3 separate regions of the Mus musculus genome follow, and regions 1 and 3 are each linked to region 2. The links are chromatin contacts, called in public HiChIP or PLAC-seq and promoter capture Hi-C maps. All regions are on one chromosome and are shown on one strand. The core of a region is the stretch at or near the end of the contact, and the rest is flanking DNA. Distances in the headings are between cores, read along the strand shown. Region 1 holds the start of Ssbp1 (single-stranded DNA binding protein 1). Region 2 holds the start of Dennd2a (DENN/MADD domain containing 2A). Region 3 holds the start of Hipk2 (homeodomain interacting protein kinase 2).

The links. Promoter capture Hi-C pulls out the DNA fragments that hold promoters and counts their contacts. HiChIP or PLAC-seq counts read pairs in DNA pulled down with a chosen protein or histone mark.
Region 1: a contact with region 2 is called in an HNF4G HiChIP or PLAC-seq map of pancreatic cancer cells. The contact joins the promoter of Ssbp1 here to the promoter of Dennd2a in region 2. A contact is called at or near these places in 1 of 39 promoter capture datasets (pre-B cells) and 2 of 115 datasets of contacts at active chromatin or transcription factors (large pre-B cells and pancreatic cancer cells).
Region 3: a promoter capture Hi-C map of pre-B cells shows a contact between it and region 2, with 3 times the contacts expected there. The contact joins the promoter of Hipk2 here to the promoter of Dennd2a in region 2. A contact is called at or near these places in 4 of 39 promoter capture datasets (the 3T3-L1 cell line, hippocampal neurons, neutrophils and 1 more), 1 of 484 Hi-C or Micro-C datasets (embryonic stem cells) and 1 of 115 datasets of contacts at active chromatin or transcription factors (astrocytes).

Annotation. Positions count from the first base shown.
Region 1 is chr6:40,468,761-40,473,001 of GRCm38.p6, reverse strand. Ssbp1 (single-stranded DNA binding protein 1) reads right to left here and starts at 1,587. Exons shown (of 6, transcript NM_028358.2): 1 at 1,543-1,587; 2 at 869-931. The coding sequence starts at 892.
Region 2 is chr6:39,556,164-39,560,252 of GRCm38.p6, reverse strand. Dennd2a (DENN/MADD domain containing 2A) reads left to right here and starts at 2,419. Exons shown (of 19, transcript NM_172477.4): 1 at 2,419-2,678.
Region 3 is chr6:38,874,306-38,878,153 of GRCm38.p6, reverse strand. It overlaps Hipk2 (homeodomain interacting protein kinase 2), which reads left to right and starts at 1,964. Exons shown (of 15, transcript NM_010433.2): 1 at 1,964-2,355. The coding sequence starts at 2,337. It also overlaps a transcript of Tbxas1 not described here.

The sequences.
Region 1 (4,241 bases), core at 338-2,837, 910 kb before region 2:
TATAGTATAACTTCAATTTTAAAAGGCTCAGAGTATGTGTGGATTACAGTAAGGAGCTAAGGATAGACCAACTTAAGAGTAGGATGGGGAAGACAACAGACTTTTATAACGAATTTGACTCATTAGTCTTAAGAGGAGAAGAAAAGTAATAGATTTTACATTAGGAGAATTTACAAGACTTGGTACCCACGTGCCACACTGAGGAAAAATGGTAATTAAGGCCTGCTTAAGGCTGGCTAGAGTAGAGGACACCCGACTAGATTGCAGAATGGTCATGAATTTGTGGCAAGAAGTGAGCTCTGCTCTCTGGATAGCAAGATGGGAGTGGGGAGGAGAGGGGCCAGAAGGTCATAAAAGACCAGAGCCATATGGGACAAGGTTAGAAGAAATCAGGTGCGATGGGGCAGGCCTGAAATACCATCGGTGACAAAGTAGAAGCAGGAGGAGGAAGGTTCTTGGTCATCTCAGCCTAACAGTGAGTCTCAAGATAGTCTTAACTATGAGTGGCTGTCTCAAAAACAGCAAAACAAAAATGATAATAATAACTTACATAATTAAATGAATACTCTGATCTAAGCACTGGTAACAAATATTTACTAAATTAAATTCATGAGGTGTACTACATATGCGAATACACTTTAAAAATCATTTTTGATTCAGTAAACATTATGAGCTTCACACACACATAAACACACACACACACAAAATCCCTTCTGAATCTCCCACATCAAATAAACACATAGAACACGCTGGATAGGCGTAAGAATCTCGTGCTTATGTATGCAAAATCGAAAAGCAACAAAACAAAACATGGCTATAGACTATGGAAACACGGTTGGAGCACTCACTAATGTAGAAAAGTGACTACCTGTAACACAGGTCTTCGAAACATGGCTTCTGTTTTTCTTACAACCTAATCTTTAGGCTTTTCCTAAAGGAAAGAAAGAAAAGAGAAAAATGATAAATCAAGAAACTACAGTATCCATCAAGAACACACATGCTCTCTAGTCCTAAATCCTAAGCGCGTCCAGCTTCTCGTGCACCCAATTTGCAACCGCATTTTTTGCACGTGTGGGGAGTTCCTTTCTTTTTGAAAACAAAAACTGAGCGAGACAAAAGAAACTCTGTGGTTCTGGGTCTCAACCAGCAGAAAAGAGGGGAAAAACCTGTTCTCACTTGCAATCCATTGTCTGCTAGATTTCTTTACAATAGAAGTTGTCTCGGACATTTTTTTTTCCAACTTGTTCTGTTATTCTAGACCCCTAAAACTGTCTCTACAAACAGTGCGGGCACAGTAAACGCTACTCCGAAAGGACGCAAATCAGTGCCTTCGTCCCCGTTAGCGCTGAGTAAGCCCGGCTCCCCAGCCTCGCCGCGGGGGCAAGAGGCTGCTCTTCCCCCAAAGTGGCGCTCGCGAGCAGCACAGGGAACGGCGGGGGACACTCGGACTCCAGCGAGGAGCCGCACAACTCCTCCCGAGCCCCGCACGCGCCCGTGCACTCGGGAAACACAACTTCGTGCCAGCCTTCTCCCCTCCCTCACCGGACACGCAGAGCCCGACCGCCAGCGGCTCGCTTCCGGCGCACGGAGCCCGCAAAGCTCGCGAGATGCAAGGAAAGACAGGAAATCTCTGAAGTGCGTCGTTGAAATGCCGCCGGCTGATGTCGCCGGAAACACGACCCCTCAATTTAGAAGTGCCAGGAACTTCTGTCCAGGCGGAAGTGGGCGGATCAACGATGCCACCTGTGGGTAGTTTTACGATTTTGGTTTTGTTTTTTTGTTGTTTGGTTTGGTTTAGTTTGGTTGTTGGGGTTTTTTGTTTTGTTTTGTTTTTCCTGATCTCCACCCTCGCTCCGGTAGTGGCCCCGCACTGGCTAACCAAACTCTGGCCAGAACTCTATTCCCAGCCCTAAATTGAAATTATTTGATGTTCCCAGCCTGGGAAAGGGAGTGAGGTAGGTGAAATAAAACATATTTGAGCCCCTGGAGGAACTAAAACCGACACAAGTCTCCTAATGCAGTAAGACTGAAGAATTAATTGCTGTCAAAACCTCGGTGATCTAGATATGTTAACATGTTAAGTCAAAAAATTCAAGAAACACGTGAGGAGCAAAATTTTTAACATCTTTATTAAGTACCGGTCCCAAACTGTGCCTAAGGCACAAGAGAAATGCGCCCTTATATTATGTATTTGTATATATGTTTTCCCTAAAACATTAAAAGTTTATGAAATTCCAAAACATTTTGAAGAAGTGTTAAAAGTCAAAACGTTGCTTTATTTTAAAGCAAAGTGTAATTAAGATTTTACTTTTATAGAAAGAAACTGATCAGTATTTTTTAGATTTTTTTTTTTCATTTTGTGTTTCAATTCTACATCTTTGGCAGTTATTCTAGATGGAAAAGCTTAAAAGAAAGAAAGAGAGAGAGAGAGAGAGAGAGAGAGAGAGAGAGAGAGAGAGAGAAAGAGAAAAGAAAAAAGACACTGTCTCGCTGTGTATCCCTGGCTGGCCTGAAACTTGGATCTCATGTAGACCAGACCAGGCTTGTCTCTAACTCCCAGAGATTCCCCTTGCTGCATCTACCTCCCTAGTGCTGTGATTAAAGGCATGTGCCATCACATCCAGCACTCAGTGACAGTCTTAAACAATCTCAAGTAACTTAAGCTTGTTGATCTTGTATTTGGTAATATCATGTTCATAGTAAAATTTCTTAGTTTTAACATTTCCAAAATACTGCATTGAGACATCTTTTCTTTTGATTGCTGACTTTCTTTTGCTCCTCTAAATCCTATGTTGTTTACCCTAATCCTGGCCCTAGTGAAGTAACGCACTTATGAATCCTACAAATTAAGGAACCCAAGGCAACAAGATTCAGTGGGGCTCCAGTGTTAGACAGAAGGGAACTCCAAACCATTCAAACAGACACACTGCCTCCTAAGGTCCATTCTTTCTGATTTTAGGAGGGGGGGGGGTCTGAATTATTGTCTGGCTCACTAGTGACGCCTTTATAGATGTTTACTTCCCTGTACTTTTACCTTTACAAAGTTGATTTCCTGAAATAACGAGGCACTGAATTGGACAGGGACACACACACACACCCTAGTAATAAGAAGACATCCCACCTGCTACATTAGTTCAATGGTTTCCTCTTTATGAGCTTTGGAGGCAAGACAAAGGAAAAACAAAGTTGCTCCTTTTCCTCCAGAGAGAAATCCCGCCCGCCCACCTCGCAAGCTTTGTTTCAGTGGTCCCAGACTTGAACTGTGGAGTAAATCTTAACTCTGTTTCCCCATTGCAGACATCTATTGGCTCATGTATAGCCAGTTCTGTTCTTCACTATCCCGTTAGTTTTGCCTTTGTTCTATTTGAAGAATGTAGAGAAGGTTGGTTAAAGAAAAATATAGACAACTGAAACTTGAGAGCACCCTGCCTTAACGTTTTATAAAGAACCCCTGAATGGGGAGTCTTGACTGAGCCCTGTTGTCCACCCAGAGAGGAACTGACACATTCTCCTTCCTTGGCTGGTTATCTGGAAGAAGCTGCAAGTCCTGCTCCTTCATGGTTTCCTTTTAACAACAACAACAAAAAAAAGGTATTACAATGGATATGTTCTTGTACAGTGTGAGGGAGAGACTGTAACTGAGGTATTGCTTCTGGTAATGTTCCTTCTTAGTGCAACAGACACTTCAACCTCGGTCAGCTGTCCATATCCCCAGAATCTGAAATACAGCCCTGTACACACTTTAAAAATGCTCTCCTCAACTAGTTACTCCCTCCCTCTTTTGCATATTGTATTATAAATGACCATGAAGGTATGCCATCCCCATTGATGAGCTCCTAGAACATAAAAAGCCTGTTATAAAAAGCCTAGCTTACAGTGTACCTAGAAATTTCATGGGGGAACACAAAAACATGAGTGGAAATATGACTTCGGGCATATTCAAATTCAAGTAAGCCAAAATGTTGAGGAACCAAAAAAATTTTCACTGGGGGAAAAAAAAAGGCTCAAAATTTTTGTTAGAGATACAAGAATCTATAATATGCTCCAATGTCATTATAGGGAAACCCAGAACCCTTTCCATAGGCAGAGAGGGAGGGGAAGACACCACATGAAGTGCTTTGAATGAGAAGGCCCCCAGAGACTGGATGTTTAATGTTTACCGGGGATGTGGATCTGTTTGGAAGGAATCAGAAGGATTTAGAGATGTGGCAGCTTCTTTGGGATACATGTGGTTTTCTTGG
Region 2 (4,089 bases), core at 1,170-3,669:
AGGGAGAGAAAGGGATGTGTGCTTTGGAGTATCCCCAACACAGAGCACCTGTGGGGGCAGGGGGGAGGCATGGTAGCGTCTGGTGAGACTCACCAGGGTTTGGGTGGGACCAAAAGTACCAACAGCTGAAAAAAAAAAAACTGCACACAAGCCAGCACAGGCCACACAGAGAATATGGGGAGAGGACAATGAGTGGCTCTGGGTCATGGTGACAGAGCCATAGGATGACAGAGCAATGAAAGTGAGGAGACTGGGATGGAAAGGGCCCAGTAACATTCATCAAACTCTGACCCACAGGTCAGGCAGAGATGTGGTTTCCTAAGGAGAGCTAGAGTGCAGTATTCCATGTGATAAAACTGTGGCCTGGGAATTGTCAAAGGACTGAGTCCTCAGCCCGTGCTTTGTCATGTCCACCTAAGATGCGACTGGCTATCTGAAAGCCAGACACTCAAAGGCTCCTAGGCTCTTATGTGCTTTGGGCTGGGGGAGGCAGCCAGCTGGGCTCTTGGCCCAGTTCCCATTGAACTTTGCCAGTTTGATGCTGTGGGGTACCCTGTGGCCCTGGGACTAATTAACCCCCAAGAAGCCAAGCCTTTGATCTTTATTTAGAAAGGGAGAACTTAGAAAGATGCAAACAAAGCAATACTTTGAATGCTAACACTTTAAAAAAAAAAAAGCTTACACTTGGCAAATGTCTGTTCTGAGAGTCTACAGTGCTTCATTGAAACGGGTGTGGCATGAAGAATTTAGGAAGGCCTCAACGATCTCCTGCAATGAGCAAACCCCTCAACTATGAAGGACATGCAACTTTGTTTCGCCTGGAACTTTAAGTCCCAGTTCCCTGGTGTCTGAAGTCCACTCTCATTACCATACCTCACCCCCTGCACACAGACTAGAGATCTCCTGCCTCAGTCTCCTGAGTGTTGGGTTACAGACATGCCTCGCCTGGTTTCCTCTTTATATGAAGCTCTAGTTTTCTTCTGAGGACCCACTTTGTGAAGTTGTAAGACTCTGGGTCTGTACCTATCCCACCCCCAACTGGCCACCCCAACCTAAGCTTTAGGCCATTAGGCTACTCTTGAAGGTCTCTAATAGCCAGGAAGGAGACTGGCTGGCACCTACCCTCAGGGCAGATAAATTGTCACTGTCAGGCCTGAGCACTTAGCATCTGGTGTTTCTCTGCTTGGACCCCTTTGCCTTTAGCATAATATTCAAATTCTGCCCAGGCCACTTGAATCCCTCCAGGCCTACCCATCGATCCTTATTCCCTCCCACTTAAGGGTCCCCCAAATACCATAATGTGACACCCCCACAACACCAGTCACACTCTTCCCTCTTTTCAGGCTGTCTTTTCTTGCCCTGTTTCTCCACCTTCTATAACTGATTCACTATCGCTGGTCACCAAAGCCCCAGAGAATGCCCCAGCCTGTGTTGGCTCCCTTAAGGCCCCCACAGCATTTTCAAGTGGACTCCAATTTGGCAATCCTTTTTTTTTTTTTTTTTTTAAGATTTATTTATTTATTATATGTAAGTACACTGTAGCTGTCTTCAGACACTCCAGAAGAGGGAGTCAGATCTCATTACGGATGGTTGTGAGCCACCATGTGGTTGCTGGGATTTGAACTCTGGACCTTTGGAAGAGCAGTCGGGTGCTCTTACCCACTGAGCCATCTCACCAGCCCCCCAATTTGGCAATCCTACTGTCTTAAAAACCTCCTGTGTGAGTGCTTTGACTGCACCCTGTGTACGTGGGACCGTGGGACCGTGGAACCGTGGGACCGTGGGACCGGTGTGCTGTAGAAAGCCAGTTCTCTGATCACTTTTCCTGACCAGGGCTTGGGACCCATTCTGTACCCTTCTGTAGGGAGGTGGGCCCCTGGATCCTTATGGCCCAGGCTCCTGAGTTGCTTAGGGGCAAATATGGACCCTTGGGTCCAAATAGCTTGTCTCATGACTGTGAGTTGTTGCTTATGGGCAAACTGGGCCTCGAAGGCCTATCTCATGACTGTCAGTTGCTTGGGGGCAAATGTGGAGCCCAATTCTGCCTGAGGCGTCCACCCTAACTGCTCAGAAACAAAGCAAGGGCAGGGAGTGTGGCTACGGCTTTGGTGCTGTCTAAATCTGGTTCTCGGCCCCTGGCTAAGCGCATCTCAAGAATGGACCTCAGTCGGGGTAGCAGAGAACCGGTTCGGCGATCTTCAGCACAGAAAAGGTTAAGCCACCGTCTCCCCCACCCCTCGAAAGGCGAGGGGGCGAGTGAGTGCGGCAGAAGGTCCTGTTTACCGTGGCTCCCCTCGGCGGCGGGCCCTGGGAGAGTGGTTGCTGTGGCAACCGGCCGGGCGCCCGCCAGCTGCGGATTAGCTCACTGGAGCCGCGGGATGGGTCGGGAGGAGGGGGCGCGCGTCACTGCAGACGGTCGCGGCGCAGCCCAGGGCAGAGGAAGGGGCCGCGCGCGCGGGAGGCCAGAGGAGACGCAGCACGCCTCCGAGGCCGGAGGCGGCGGGGACCGGACGGGAGCGCGCGCGGCGGGGACCCGAGGGGCTCGCGGCGGCCGGGGGAGGCCGCGCGGACAAAGGCGCGGAGGGCAGCGGGCCATGGCGCCCCAGGCCCCCGCCGCCCCTGCCCCGGGCGACCGCGAGTTGCGCCCCAGAACCCGCGGAGCCGACGCCCGTAGAGAGGTAGGGCTGGGCGCCGGAGTGCGGGCGACCTCGGGGGAGACCCGGGAGGGTACGCGCGGGGGCGACGAGGAGACTGCAGGCGCAAGCCGGGGCTCCTCGCAGGCGGCGCTGGGGACGCTTCAGCGGGGCCCTGGGGACCCGCGCAGGAAGCGATCCACAGCTCTTTCCCGGGTCGGGCTAACTTCAGGGCCGAAGAAACTTGCAGAAACTGGGCAGAGCCCGGCCCTGCGCTGTGCCGGAGCTCCCGGGCGGCTGTGAGTGAGTACGCGCGTGTGAGACCGAGTGTGTACGCTGGGGTGGGGGAGTCCAGGCGGCTCTAGTCGGGATTTGTCGTGGTGGAAAGTGGGGTACGTTGAAGTTTACTTCTCCCACTTTCCTCCCCAAGGATGGAGTTGGGAGTAGATGGAGCCCAGGGTAAGTCTCTTAACCACACAGGATATAGTCCTGTGCAGGAGAGTCACTGTGATATGGAGTCAGACCACTGAGCCAGAGGGAGCTCAGCGCCCGGAATCCTGTAGTGAGGGGCAGACACAGGAAGCTAAGGAGTGCCTTCCTTTGGCCCTGGATTGGAACAAGGAGAGAGCTGGGACCCTAATTTAACCAGCCTGCTGAGGAAGGAGCAGGCTGACTTCTGGCCGGGTGCTCTGATGGCTTTCAGGGTTGTGACTATAGCTCCCCAAAAGACAGGTAATTGTGGAGTGTGGTAATAGTGTTATAATAGGCACTTTACAGTAATTTGTTATGAAACACTTGCACCTGCTGTGGTTACTATAGAAAAGCCTTTCTCCTTCAGTACCAAACACCTGAAGAGTTGAATAGGCTCTTTAGGGAATGGACCACAGAGGAGAGAGTTGGAGATTCAGAGAGGAAGCAGAAGGCAAACAGAAACAGACAGTTTATTTATTTGAGACAGGGTCTCAGTATGTGACCCAGGCTGGCCTCAAACTTAAAGTCCTCCCTTTTGTCTTAACTCTCTAAATTCAGGATTACTGGTAGGCAGGCAGGCTCAGTTCAGGGACTTGTTTGTTTGAGGCAGGGTCTCAGGTAGCTTAGACAGACCTTGAACTTGATTTTGAATTAATTTTTTTAAATGTACTATATCTTTATGAGTTTCCCTGAATGTATGTCTGTACACCATGTTCATGCAGTGCCCACGGCCGCTCTAGTGCCTATCCTCTAGGACTGGAGTTAGTTACACACAGTTGTGGGCTGCTATGTGAGTGCTAGGAATTGAACCCAGGTCCTCTGGAAGAGCAGCCCGAGCTCGTGCTCTTAACTGATGAGCCATCTCTCTAGTCCCTGAGTCTACCTCCAAAACACTAGAATTACGGGAGTGTGGCACAAACCTTTATGAGATGTCTGGGGTCAAACCTGGGGCTTCCTGCTTGCTCAGTAAGTTCTCTACCAACTA
Region 3 (3,848 bases), core at 715-3,214, 680 kb after region 2:
AAGATGTAGAAACCAAGGTTCAGTGAGGTCAGACAAGGAGACCATGTTCATACACTTGCCAAGTGGGAGAACTAGGGTTTGAACTCAGGTTTGTCTTCTTCACATTATTTAGGTTGTTTTATGGAGGAAATGAGCCAACCTGCAGGGAGGTAGGAATTCTTTAAAGAGAGAAGACACCACTTGTGGGAATGTGACATTTTGGGCAAAGGCATAGATGAGCAAGGTTGGCAGAGGACCACAGGTAAACCAGTCGGGCTGGAGAGGCAGTGATTTGTTGAAATCATGTCCTAGGAGAGGTAAGTTGGAACCTGTCTGTCTTGACTAAAAGCCAAGGAACTAAGAGACTTAGCACTAGATGAAGGTGAGTCTTTAGAAGATAGAAGTAGGAGCATGGAGTGGCCAGAACCACTCCATTTGAGAGAGCAGCAGTATTTAGGAGCAACCGGCCATGAACAAATCTAGGGAAACCAGTTAAGGATTACAAGGGGATAGAAAGGGACAAGTGAAGAGTGTGAAGGAAGATCGTAGGGGCCTAAAGATCTAAAGTTAAGGTCCAATACTTTGTATCATTGGATAATATCCTTTACTGTTGTGGGCTTCTTGGACTGCAAAACGGCAAGGCAGGCCTAGATGATCTCTGAGGTTCCCCTTACCAATGGTCGCCTAGGAGTCTACAACGTGAAGAACATTAGAGTAAGGAAAGCACTAGTGTAATGTAATATGAAATATTGAGGCAAAGAAGATCGCCGTCAAGGACCATCCCAAGATGAAGTGAAACTTATTTTCCAGTAACAAAACCAGCCACGTGTGTGCAGGAGCTAGGTTGTTTTTTTATTTTTGGGTGGTGGATGGGCACGGGATACAGAAGCTGGAAAGATAGTGAGAAAACAATGGTCTTAAAAAGAAAAGAAAACAATGGGCTTGTTTTAAAGAAAGTTCTCCAGAGTTAGAGGTCATCATATTACATCCCCACCCTCAAGGTAGCTTCTAAACTGTTTTGGACCTATGATTTACAGGTAGGAAATACAATTTACATCAGGTGTCCAGTATTCATACCTGAAAATAAAGGGTTTATGAGACAAAATATTTTTTGCTGGATACTAATATTTTGTTGGCTTTTCAGAAGCTTTGTTGTCACCCACTTAATTTCTTTTATGAACTATTCATATATCAGGACTCAACAAGTTTTCGTAAGTTGGAGGCAAAAGGCAGGGCGTCCCGTGCAGACGTCCAGAAGCGAGCTGGAGAGGCAAATCAGGGCAGAGATCCAGGCTAGGAGAGTTTAGAGAACGTTTCGCTCCGGCCCGAGTGAGCAGAAAAAAAGCAAAACCCTGGAGCCACTAGGTGGGACCCTCCCACCCGGATGATGGAGGAGAGGGCTCTCCAAACATCGGGATCAGGCGTCCATCCTGACGTTGCGTTTTCCCCGAGCAGTTCAGGGAGCTCCCCCGACATTCTCCCGGGAGGACTACGCGCCCACTCCCTCCAGTCATTTCCCCCGCGTGTCGGCTAGAACGGAGCCCGCACGCGCTGGGGTGAAGACACTTTGCCCGGCAGCGGGACTGCTGTCGGCAGCAGCCGCTCGCGCTCCCCGGCCCGGTCGGCCGGCGCGCGCACACCCACGCGCGCACTCCCAAGCACGCACACACAAAGTTGTGGCCGCCTCCACCGCGGAGCTCCGGTCGGCGGCTGCGGGCCAGCGCACCGCGCTCTCGCCCAGCCCCGCTCGCACGGCCGCTCGGCTCCCCTCGGGCCGCGCTCGGCCCCCGCCGACGCCCCGCTCTGCCCTTCGGCTCGGCCCTCCCCGCCTCGCATCCGTGCCATCGGCGCTCGATTGCGCGCGGACTCCCTGGGGCTCTTCCCGGCTCGTTCGCTCGCGCTTGCCCGCCCGCCCGCTCGCGCCCGGCCGCGCCGCCCCGCCCCCGCCCCCTCCCCCTGCTCCTCACGGGCAACTTTTGCCGGCGCCCCCGCCTCACAGCCATGCGGAGCTGAGCTCCGGCCCGGGCCCTGGCCGCCGCAGCCCGCCCCGGCTCCCGCCCTCGCGGACCCGCCCGGCCCTTGGCCTCGGCGCCTTAGCCGCCCCGGGCCGGCCGAGCCCCCCGCGCAGGGCCCGGGCCGCGGCTACGGCGGCGGCGGCGGCGGCGGCGACGCGCCCGCCCGGCCCCCTCCCCCGGCGCCGGCCAAGTGAGGCGGTGATGCGGGCGCTGGCGGCCTGGGCTGCGCCGAGAGCGGAGACACAGGCTCAAGATGGCAGATTCCCACTGAGGCTGAGGGGGCCGAGCTCGCGCGCCGCGTTCCCTTCTCCGTTGCCATGAACCGCGGACACCCCGGCCCCGATGGCCCCCGTGTACGAAGGTAAGGGGCACCCGGCCCGCGATCCCCCCGCTCGCTCGGCCAGCCGCGGCCCCCGTAGCTTTGTTCTGCCCGCGGCCCCTCGCCCGGCAGCCCCCGGCCGCAGCCCCGGGCCCTGGTCCTGGGGGCTCGCGACCTTCCCCGGTGCCCCCATCCTGGGTCCAGACGGGACCGGAGCCGGCCTGGAGCAGGATCTTATTTCCAGGGCAGAGAAGGCGGCTGGGGGGTGTGTGCCGGTGGGCTGCTGCCCAAAGAAAAGAAATGGGGGCGGCGTGTGGGAAAAGACGGATCCGTGACTGCTTTCTGTTTATTTGTGATAAATGAAGGTGATGCGGTCCTCCCCCATTACCTTTAAACGATCTCCTTTCTACTTGTCCGTCCTCTCTGCTCCCTTTTCCAAACATCTCCACTCCCACCCCACACTCCTTTATTCTTCCCGAGCCTCCGATTTTTGGGGGGTGGTGGTGGTGGTGGTGGCTGTGGAATCCGATTGAAAGGGGCCAAGCGATGAGAGAGGGTTGAGATGAAAAGTCCATTTCAGACCCAGGCAGAACAATGAAATAGGCTCAAAATCTCCCCGCAGTTGGCGTGTGGAAGGGAGAATGTAGTTTGGCTTTTTGGGGGGGGCGGGGAAGGGGGTGCGAAAGAAGGTTTTCTGGCTCGGCCTGGGTAGATCGGTGCTGTGCACCTTCACCTGGCGTTGGCTGATTTTTTTCCCATTTGACTGTCTTTAGAAGAAAGAAAAGGTAAGGCGATACAGCTGCCTCGCGCACTCTTTCGGTTCTCTTCAGTCAGTTCCGTCAGCTTGCAGCGAGAAAATCAAGCCGGAATCAACTAAGTTTTTACTCTTCTATGGGGTTTTGTGTGCTTGTAGTACCGGGTATTTTTCAACCAAAGTGTGCCAGATTTTTTCAGTTATTTCGTCGTGAAAATGTTTCTCTCGTGAAATCATTGAAATAGCAGCCCTTTACATACTTTTAGCGTGGGTCCATCTGGCTTTCTTTCGGTTTTGTTCAGATATTCTGTGTATGAAATCGCAAATGAGAGGGAAACGGGTTTGCCAGGAACCAAGAGGAGGGGCTAGGGGAGATTGTAATCCTATAAACCCAGGGAACTGTTGGGCCGAGTGAAACAGGGATCTCATTAATAGTTTTATCTCTGTTAGGAGAGGCTGATTTAAAAAAAAAAAAAAAACTTATCTGAAAAGAAAATCTGTTATTAGTACCAGGGCTCTAAATGAATTAGGTTTCTGCATGGACTCTCTTACCATTCAGGCTCTGAATAACAAGGCTGTAAATAACCTATGGACTGTAAATATTTTTTCCAGAGTCTCTTAGAAACAAAGGGGCTGTTTAGAAAGCAACAGAGAAATGTTATTCCAGGGGCTTTCCTCTTTGATTCCGAAGAACACAAGGTCTATTTAACCGTTCCACACAACAAAACAAAATTTCGGATCACTCCACCACGTAGACTAGAAACATGCCAGTGGGGACGTG